2 separate regions of the Mus musculus genome follow, and region 1 is linked to region 2. Evidence: chromatin contacts called from public HiChIP or PLAC-seq data. All regions are on one chromosome and are shown on one strand. Each heading gives the region's core, a stretch centred on a gene start, on an enhancer-like site or on the middle of the called end of the contact. The rest is flanking DNA. Distances are from core to core; before and after follow the strand shown.

Evidence for each region. HiChIP or PLAC-seq counts read pairs in DNA pulled down with a chosen protein or histone mark.
Region 1: an H3K4me3 HiChIP or PLAC-seq map of embryonic stem cells shows a contact between it and region 2, with 29 read pairs. The contact joins the promoter of 1700122O11Rik here to the enhancer-like site in region 2. A contact is called at or near these places in 1 of 39 promoter capture datasets (embryonic stem cells), 6 of 15 datasets of contacts at CTCF or cohesin (the NIH/3T3 cell line, embryonic stem cells, large pre-B cells and 1 more), 99 of 484 Hi-C or Micro-C datasets (the AML12 cell line, B cells, the C2C12 cell line and 53 more), 19 of 115 datasets of contacts at active chromatin or transcription factors (T-cell acute lymphoblastic leukemia, astrocytes, craniofacial prominence and 12 more) and 3 of 9 other capture datasets (adipose tissue, embryonic stem cells and embryonic tail).

The regions. Positions count from the first base shown.
Region 1 is chr17:48,036,361-48,039,900 of GRCm38.p6, forward strand. It overlaps 1700122O11Rik (RIKEN cDNA 1700122O11 gene), which reads right to left and starts at 1,933. Exons shown (of 3, transcript NM_029689.1): 1 at 1,854-1,933; 2 at 1,055-1,208; 3 at 385-921. The coding sequence starts at 1,911. The coding sequence ends at 408.
Region 2 is chr17:47,802,734-47,809,414 of GRCm38.p6, forward strand. No RefSeq gene overlaps it. Among named protein-coding and RNA genes, the nearest start is that of Tfeb, 20 kb to the left of the region's middle. Within about 2 kb of position 2,533, at least 12 of the 459 cell types and tissues checked have an H3K27ac peak or open chromatin away from gene starts, as enhancers often do. A contact at or near this core is called in trophoblast stem cells, where this site is marked.

The DNA of each region.
Region 1 (3,540 bases), core at 683-3,182, 230 kb after region 2:
ATAGGAACAACTTGAGCAGCCGAATAAATACACCAGCGTTACATACTCCAAGTGTATTATAAATATCCCCGAGTCCATAATGACTTAAATAATAAAGTAAATGAGAGTGAAATCTCTGTGCTAAGCGATGTGAACAAAAAGCTAAGACTGTAGCTCAGACTGTACACTGGGCATTGCCTGTAGCCCAAGTACTCCAGAGAGAGGCAGGAGGATTAGAGGTTCCAGGTCTTTCTTGGCTACATAGCGAGTTTGACATCAGTCTGGGCAACAAGAGACCCGGGAGGGAGGGAGGGAGGAACCTGACCTATGTTTCAATCTTTTAGAAATATCGTGAAGATTTCATGAGCTAATACATCTCAAAGTGCCTAGAACTGTGTTAGACTGTTGCTGGTGTAACAAAAAAATATTTATTTTGAAGGAAGATGAGGCAAAGGGTTGCCCCAGGCACCTGGGGTGTGGGTGACCTCTTTGGCAGAGGGTGTGTGTTGTCCCTTAAGAGCAGAGCTCTTGGAGGGAGGGTTGATAATAACCGGAGGCCACATTGACATTGCGGTCTGCTGTTGCCCTGTCTTGGGCATAGTAGATCTCTTAGGGGAGACCTTGGGTGGAAGTCTGGGAACTGCTTTGGGCATCTTCAATCTGGACGCTGATAGAGGCTCCATCAGAGGCTGGTTTCTTAGCCAGCTAGACTCTTCTCTAGATCCCAATGAGGGCAAGGTTTTAGGGGTGGGGCAGGAAGTCATGGAGGGTAGGGGGTGGAGCCTCATCTTTGAGCTCAATCTGCAGCCGCAGAGGCAGGTTCCACGGAGTGAGGGCAGGGAGAAATCTTCCCACCACTGGGCTTGCTCTGGGGAGGGCCTGGGCCAAGCCATCAGGCCCCACACTGAGTTCTGCTTGGGTACTCCAAGAAGGGCCTTGATCCTGAGCAAAAGGAAGGAAGAGTGGAGTCAGGGAGTGGAGATAGAGGGGCAGCGGACCGATATGGTCATAGAGTGAGGCTCTCCAGAGCCGGGAGGGACAGGAGGAAGAAGGAAGGCGCTGTGTCTCAACACACCTGTTTTGTTCTTCTTTCTCTTGCTCTTGGTCTACATTCTCCTTCCCTGTTTCTTCTTCTTCCTCCTCTTCCTCAAGTTTTATTTTGTTCCAAATATCTTCCAATGATGAGATCTTGGACATAGGACTGAAGATAGAATTCACCCATCTTTCCTCTTAAAAAAAGGGGGGGGGATGGTAGGAACCTCATATCAAGAGAATCCAGGATTGACAGATTCAGGGTTGGGGAAGAACCAAATTCCTTCCCTAGCTCACACTCTCACCCCAGATTTAGGCCTTAGGCCTACCAACGCTGGACTATTTGGATGGCAATCTTGCCACTTAGAATATAGTGACAAACCCCCCTAGCTTTTTTTTTTTTTCTGAGGCAGTGTCTCACTATGTAGTCCAAGCTGGCTTCAAACTCTCAATTCCCCTGACTGATGCAGTCTTCCAAGTGCTGGATCACAGATTTGTGAGGCTACACCTGGCTCTCAGTCCCCTCTGCCTGACAAAAACTCTACCAGTTAGGTGACTCAAGGCCCAAGCCTGGACCATTCATCACTTTGACAGATGCTTTGAATCAGTCCCCTCAGTCCCTCTCTCCTCCGATGGCTACCATTACCTTTGTTTGTACCTGGCACGTCAGGGACGCTTACAGAGAGCCTTACTAAGCCATAGTGGGGCTTTCTTCCTTGAACACACACACACACACATGCACAGGAACACGCACACACGCACGCACACACACTTCTAACCAGTACTTCTGTATAGATTTGGGGTTGAGATTATTTCTGCTCATGTCTGTCCATGAGACAGACCTCCAAAGTCACTTGGCCAGTGGCTGACAGGCCACGGGACATGCCCATGCCACTCCATCCTATCCACTCGGAGTAGAAGGGAAGGGAATGTGAGCAAGAACTTCTTTATCTTAGCTTAAAGGGAGGAGCCACACCTCCAAACCTATTGTGACATCATCCTTGTGAGCCATAAGTCCAAAGGAGCCATCATGTCTTTACCAAATCTAGCTCCTTAGGGTCTCTGGGATGTTAACTCTCCTTCCATTTCCCCAGCTCCTCTGTGGAATGGATGAGATACCACAGAGCCCACAGTTCAGCTGGGGACCCCTCTCCTCTGAAGAGTCAGGTGCTGCTGGGATTAAAGGTAGCACCAGCAATGCCTGACTGGTTTTGAGACAAGATCTCATGATGTAGTCCAAGTTAGTCTGCTACTTCCGACCTGTTTGTCTCCACCTTCAAAGATTAGTATGTGGGCAGATACCCTTGTGCCTGACCTTGAGAGTGTTTCTAGACATTGATGATAAACTTCGATGCTCACTACATTTGACTGGAGAAGGAGAATCTGATGTGGGTATTTTGTTCTTGCTTTTGACAAGTCTCTTGGTTAGCCCAGGCTGGTTTCAAACTCATTATCCTCCAGTCTCAGCCCCCTGAATACTGGAATAGCGGGCATGGAGAGCCTAAATTTCTACAGTAGTATAGCTGGAGTCCTAAGCTTAGGCTAATTTCTGAGCAGGAACGTGAAGAACTGGCAAGATCTCTCTGCCCTCCAGTTGGTGCTGAAATGCCCCTGACCTGGAACCTCACAGTCTTCTTTCTGTTCCTGCTGTGGAACTTTAAGGTGTGTGGTTGTCTTGGGAGTATGCAAGGGGATGGGTATACCAAGTGTCCCTTCGTGGCTCTTGTCTCTCTTCCTTGTTTTTATTGGCTAGAGTAAAGAGATCAAGTCCAGCACAACAGCTGGCCTGCCTGTCTAGGGAATCTTAGAGAAGAAAGGGCTAGGGTTTGATGACCTAGAAGGCCGAGGAACACAATCCAGGCTGAAGAAGGAAGCCTGCAGGTAAGTGTGAAGTGAACGCTTGGGATTTCCTTACTGGCTACCCTGGGCAAGCATCTCCATCTCCTAGAGCCCCATTATCTTCATCTGCAAAGTGGAACGCAAGTTGGTTCCCATCTCTCCAGCTCATGCAGAGAGAGTAGATGGTGCAAGAGAAAAGGAGTGGCTGGCACACAGTAGGACCCCAGATATTGCAAATAATACATATTGCCGGCCACAAAGTGTTGTGCACTTTCCTTCGAGTCCCACCTCTCTACCATCTGCCTCTACTTAAAAACAATCCCTCCCTCCCACGTGAGTAATTTTCCCTCTCAGTAGCTCCCTGAAGCTGACAGCAACCAACTCTGGGCGGAGTCCCGCAGAGGCTCCTGCCCATTAGTCAGGGTTTCCAAGGCCCTGCCTGGGACTCCCCCCTCCTCCCTCTAGGCAAGGACAGGAAGTGGGGACTTTGAGAGTTGCAGTCTTCCCCCGCAGTCACTATGCCTGCAGTCAGTCAGTGTCTCCCACGGAGGGCGAAACACGGGCCACCTGCTTCTGCCTTCTACTGTTCAGTCCCTGCAGTGGTCCTGACGGCCGGGCAACTGGGCAACCCGTGTGGGCTTGAGCTCTAGGATAAATTTACTACGCGACGTTGAAGAAGCTGTCCTCTGG
Region 2 (6,681 bases), core at 1,283-3,782:
CCCCACCCCCACCCCCTTTCTGAAGTTCTGGGGATTGAACCCACAGCTTCCTGAATACTGGTTGAACACTGAATCAGCAGAGCTGCCCGGCCTGTGGAGTTTCCTCTTAACTCCCAATTTCCTGAGCCAAATGTCAGCTGTCTCAGGTCCAACGGTCTTTGCAGCCCAGAAAAATCACTTTTGAGCACTTTCGGAAGGCAGGCTGGGACCTCCAGCCAGAGCTACAGGAATAATTGACAAGCCACGCCCCCTGCGTTTCCTAAATGGCCCCAGAGTAAACCACTAAGTGCAGGGATCCCTGGGAATAGAAGCCCATCAGAGGCTGGGACTGAGCAGAGGATCGTGATTGTCACGGGCCTCTGGTACCCTCCCTCCCCCACCCACAGGAAGCGGTCCCACTGAGGGAGGAGAAGCAGAGAGATGTGGCTTGAGGGAGAGATGAAATGAAGAATAGATAGAATTGTTCCCATTTGACAACTTTTTCTAATTAGGGAGCAATTATATCTTCGGGTACCTAACTGGGGTCCTGGTAGATTCTCTAGGTTGCTAAGTAATTAGTGACCAGTAGTCCTGGCAGGGGGAAGGCAGGGAAGGGTATATTGTCTCAACGCTTTGGTTTGCTCTGCCTGTGATGTGGGGGTGGGGGTTGTAGCTTTCTCCAGGGAACAGGCAGGTAAACAGGGCTGTTTTGCTTTCTCCCTGTCCCTGAGTTCTGAGCTGGGAGCTCGTTGTTTCTTTGTAGCCAGCAATCAACACTGTGAGGGTGTAGGGACATCTGGGCTAGTGTCTCTTTAGCACCCATGTGTTCACTCAGCTTCCAGGAAGACAGTCACTTTCAGTTTGGAAATTGTTCTAGGAAGTTCATTTGTACATGTATACACACACACACACACACACACACACCGTGGCAGAAAGATTTAATGATATCATTATCCCTACTTTATAAGCAAGAAAAGTGACATACAGAGTAATGTAAATATAAGGATTTGCCCTACAATTATCAAGGTTGTGATTGAAGGTACTGGAGAGATGGCTCTGTGGTTCAGAGTACTTGCTGTAAAAGGACCAGGGTTCACTCCCCAGCACCCACAACCATCTGTAACTCAAGTCACAGGTCTGCTGCCCTCTTCTGACTTCTTTGGGTTCTGCAGCCTGTGATGCACGTATTCCCGCACAGACAAAACACACAGAGAAAAGATTTTCTTAAAATGTGCTCGAAGAGTTTCAAGAAATGATCTATTTATTTTTATTTTGTGTGTGAGCGCTTCCAGTTTCCTGCCCTGTGGAGAGGTGAGCAAGTGGCCAATATAAACTCCCACCCTGAGGAGGCCCCTACTGCCATGCCCTCCTGCTGTGACAGACCCGATCCCTCAGACTGTGCGCCAAAGCAAACCCTCCTCCCTGAAGTTCATCTTGTCAGCTATGTGCTTCCAGCCACAAGAAAAAGTGATTAATACTTTTTATAAAAGTGATTTATATATTTGGTGAACAAATATTTTATTATGCATATGATTTGTAGGTATTTTATCCTAGCTTGTGCCCCCCCCACCCCCCGCCCTCCAGGATTAAAACCCAGGGCCCTATCCCTGGTAGGCAAAGACTCCGCCACCTCAGTCATTGGGATTTTTGGAGAAAGACAAAGCTGGGGGTTGCTAACTAGGTAATATAACCTACTTGGTGAGCTCCAAAGCCAATTAGAAACACTGTCTCAAAAAACTACGGAGGCTGGGGTGGTCCTGTGCCTTTATTACCAGAGGCGGGGACTATGCCTTTTAGGTCATCGGTGGCCCATGCCTTTAGTCCCAGGAGGCAGATGTCTTAGTTTGAGGCCAGGCTGGTCTATTGAGTTTCAGGACAGCCAGAGCTACACAGTGAAACCCTGTCTCGAAAAATCCAAACCAAAGCAAAATAAAAGAAAACAAAAAGACAAGACAAAACAAACCCCCCAAACAACAACAACAAACAATGTGGATAGTGATGCTGGGCATTTGTTTGTTTGTTTGTTTGTTTGTTTGTTTGTTTATTGCATGCATGTGAGTACATACACACATGTATATGTTTTTAAAAAAAGATTATCTATTTAAAGATTTATTATTATAAGTAAGTACACTGTAGCTGTCTTCAGATGCACCAGTAGAGGGTGTCAGATCTCATTACAGGTGGTTGTGAGCCACTCTGTGGTTGCTGGGACTCGAACTCAGGACCTTCGGAAGAGCAGTCAGTGCTCTTACCCGCTGAGGCATCTCACCAGCCCCAGTACTGGGTATTTAACTCAAGAGGAGTGCTTGCACAGCAAGCACAAGGCCCCAGGTTCAATTCTTAGCTGTGAGAAAGAAAAAGCAACATTAACAAGGTGTGTAGTACCGGAGATTTTTTAACCTCCACCTATGCACAGACTCATATGCAAACATGCAGACACACACACACCCCAGAAAGTTTAAAAGTCTTACAACTTCAGGGCAGACATGACATCAGGAGGCTTTCACAGTCTTGGCTCCAAGTCAATGTGTACAACAGGCTGACCTTTAAACTCTCACTGGTCTGCTGCCCCGTCTCGTCTCCCATGAGCTGGGGTTGCAGGCAGGTTCCGCCATATCTGCAGGAGCAGATAGATGTTTCTGGCCTCCTTGGGAGCTGTCTCAGCTTCCCAGACAGGGCTCCTTCATGGCGCAGGAGAGCACTGCGGTGTCAGCAGGCTTGCCTAGCATGTGCAAGGCACTGGGTTTGATAAGCAAAGCAAAGGTTAGTGTTCAGGGTTATATGCAGAGAACGGTACAGAGCACAGAAACAAGAATGTCCCTGCCCGGGTCCTTGGAGCTTCAGCAGATGATCCTCACGCTTCATCGGCCAGATACCCATTTCTAAACCAATCACTGGCAAGGGTCAGGGGAGCACCGTGGCTGGCTTTGATCAGTCATGCTTCCTGCCCTGGAGCAGGGGCCTGCCCGAGACAAATCAGAAGTCTATTCACAAACAAAATAGGTGGAGCTGGAAAAATGGCTTAGCCGTAGGAGAACTTCCTGCTCTCATAGAGAACTTGGGTTCAGTTCCCAGCACCAGTTCCAGGGATATGACACCATCTGAGAGCATTAGGCATGCAGTACACAAACACATTCAGGCACAATACTCTGACAGGTTAAAACACATACGTGCATGCACACACATATGCACATGCATACAGAAAGAATGTACGGGCCTGATACAGTTATTCTACATTTCTTTTTTTTAACTTTCCCCTGCTCCCTCCTCTTCATCCCTTTCTCCTTTTCCTTTTCTCCCTTCACTCTTCCCCATCTCACTCCTCCTCCTCTTCCTCCTCCTCCTCTTTCCCTCTTCCTCCTCCTCCAGGTCCTCCTCCAGGTCCTTCTCCTCCAGGTCCTCTTCCTCCTGGTACTGCTCTCCTCCTTCCTCCTCCTCCTCTTCCTCCTCCTCCAGGTCCTCTTCCTCCTGGTACTGCTCTCCTCCTCCTCTTCCCACTTTCTCTGATCTAGGGATTGAACTTGAGACCTCATGCACACTAAGCAATCACTCTACCACTAAGCCACACTCTCAGCTCAGTTTTTCCATTATTAGACATTTTGGCCAAGCGCATGGCCACCCAGAAGGAAGATTGCACTCCCAGCCTCTTGTGTAGCTAACTGTGACTGGTGGCAGCGTTCCAGCCAATGGGAAGCTGCAGATGTTTCGGTAGCTCTCGGGAATCTTCTTTAAGGGAATCTTGGCATAAGCCTTGGCTCTCATTTCTGTCTTCTCTCCGTTTGCTGCCTGGAATGTGGGTGTCGCTGTCCTGGACCATGAGAATAAGAATCGTGGCAGTTGCGAGGAGCCTGGGGCTGTGAGACGGCAGGAGCAGAGTCCAGTTTCTGCTCTGAATTAACATGAGGAGAAAGAAGCTGGAGCACACACTGTCTCAATGGAGACAGCATCATCAGTTACAGATAGCAAGAGTCCAAGTGAACAGAAAGCCTAAGTCAGCACCCAGGGTTTGGGCTCACTAGGAAATAATGTAACAAAGTAGGATGCGTCCAGGAGAGCTGGAAGCCAGGCTCAGTGGGGTACTCCATTGGAGGTGTTACTTAGAAAAGGTTGCTGGGCCAGGTGGTACAGGTCAGTGATTCCAGCTACTTAGGAGGCTGATACAAGAGATTTGTAACTTCAGGGCCTGCAAAGCAAGTTTAAGGCTAGCCTAGACAATTTAGAGAGCTCTTGCCTCAAAATAAATGGTATAAAAAAGGGCGGGGAGAGAGTGGTAGAGCATTTGCCTACCATGTGCAATGTCTTGGGTTTGATAAAAAGAAAAAAACAAAAGGTTAGCTGGCTCTGCAGGTTGGTTGCCTCATCAGTAAGAAGGGGACAATAATTCCTGTGCTGGAGGACACTGGGAGCACAGCCCAGGAACTCACGAGGCCAGCAAATGTGTGAGATGAAATGGGGGCTGCATAGCCTGATCTCTGGTAAACATGGCAGGCGGCTTCCAAAGTGACTCCCACTGATTCCAGCTTCCCAGGTTCGCTGACTCACACACCCTTTCCGTGTCTGCTGACCTAAGGAGGGCTGTCTCAGGCCATTTAGGGTCCCATTTGGCTGAAATAGTTCATTAGCTCTGAGGAAGCTGGGTCCAGTGAGTGAGTCTACTGAAACATCCCTGCGGCATTCCCCGAGTGGTGGCACACGCCTTTTATCCCAGCACTCGGGGAGGCAGAGGCAGGTGGATTCCTGAGTTGGAGGCCAGTCTGGCTTTAAGTTTTATAAAGGAAAGTTCTAGCACAACTAAGGAAAAAAGAAGAACAAAAGAGCAAACAAAAAAACCCACCACCAACACACACACACACAAATCCCTGTAGCAAGGTAGTATAAGGGACTGAGGTCTCCTGTTATAGTCAGTACCGACTTCTAGCCACAGGAGTGGTCCACTGTCTTAGGGTTTTATTGCTATAGAGAGACATCATGACCACAGCAACTCTTATAAAAGAAAACATTTAATTAGGGCTGACTTTCAGTTTCAGAAGTTTAGTCCATTATTATCATGGAGGGAAACATGGCGGTGTGCAGGCAGACATGGTGCTGGAGGTGCTGAGAGCTCTATATCTTGATCTGAAGGCAGCAGAAGTATATGAGACCTCAAAGCTCACTTCTATAGTGACCTACTTCCTCCAACAAGGCCATACCTCCTAATAACGCCACTCTCCATGGGCCAAGCATTCAAACACATGAGTCTATGGGGGCCATTTCTATTCAAACCACCCAGTCACCTTGGAAATAGGTCCTCTAGTCCCATCAAGATGACAAGAGATAGTTCTACATGATGTAATTACTACCACCACCACCACCACCACCACCATCATCATCATTATCCGTTACTAAGGGCTGACTAGAATGAAAATGGCCCCCATGGGCTCATATACTTGAATACTTGGTTCCCCAGTTGGTAAAACTGTTTGGGAAAGATTAGGAAGCATGCCCTTGTTGAGGAGGTGTGTCCCTGAGGGTGGACTTTGAAGTTTCAGAAGCCCAAACCATTCCCAGTTAGATGTCTCTGCCTTGTGGTTGCAGGTCAAGATGTAAGCTCTCCACTGCTGTTCCAACGCCACGCCTGCCTATCTCCTGCCATGCTCCCAACCATGACGGTCATGGGCTCTAACCCTCCAGAACCATGAGTTCCAAATTAAACGCTTTTCTTTATAAGTTGGCTCGGTCATGGGGCCTTATTATAGCAATAGATAAGTAACTAAGCATTGTCATCTAAGACAGGGTCTCAGCACAGGCTGCTCTAGAATTTGCTTTGTAGCAAAGGATAACCTTGTAGTTCTGCTTCTCCTGCCTCTACCTCCCAGGTGGTGATACGATAGGTGTATGGTACCAGTGATTCAGTTTATGTAGCACTGTAGATGAAACCAATAACTTCATGCATGCTAGGCAAGGATTCCATCAGCTGAGCTACATCCCCAGAACCCCCCACCCCCACCCCAGCTACCATCTTGACTGAATCTTCCTGAATGACCCTGAGCCAGACCCAAATCACTCTACTGTGTGCAAATTCCTGAGTTACATTCCTGTGTGAAGCCATGACTGTTTCAATGGTTTAAAGCTGCTAGGTCTGGGTTTATTTGTTACATAGCAATGGAAATGAGCAACAAATTAGCACAGACTAGCTGTGAGTCCTCCCTGTTCCTCCTCCTCTTCTTTGGTTTTTTTGAAACAGGATTCCTTTGTGTAGCTTTGGCTGTCCTAGAACTAGCCTTGTAGACCAGGCTGGTCTTGAACCAGCAGAGATCTGCCTATCTCTGCTTCCCCGGTGCCAGGATTAAAGGCCTGTACCACCATTGCCTGTTGAATTCCCTCTTCTTTCTGGCAAGACTTTTCTTCTCTGCAGGATCCTGCTCCCCATCACTCTCCACGTGATCCCATGTCCCAGAACTACAGAAAGAAGTAAGAAGTAGCTTACACTGCTTAGAAGGCGCCACCGTGCTGCCTGCAGAGACAGAGAACCCAGAGATAAGGCTTATCCTCAGGGGCATCCTGACTCAGCTGCCATAGAGGTATCTTGTGAAAGAAGATGGGATAGGGTCTGGGATGTGGCTCAGGTGATGGGGGAAGGGGATGGGGAAAGGGAAGAGAAGGGGAGGGGATGGGGAAAGGGAAGAGAAGGGGAGGGGAGGGAAGGGAAGAGGAGGGAAGGGG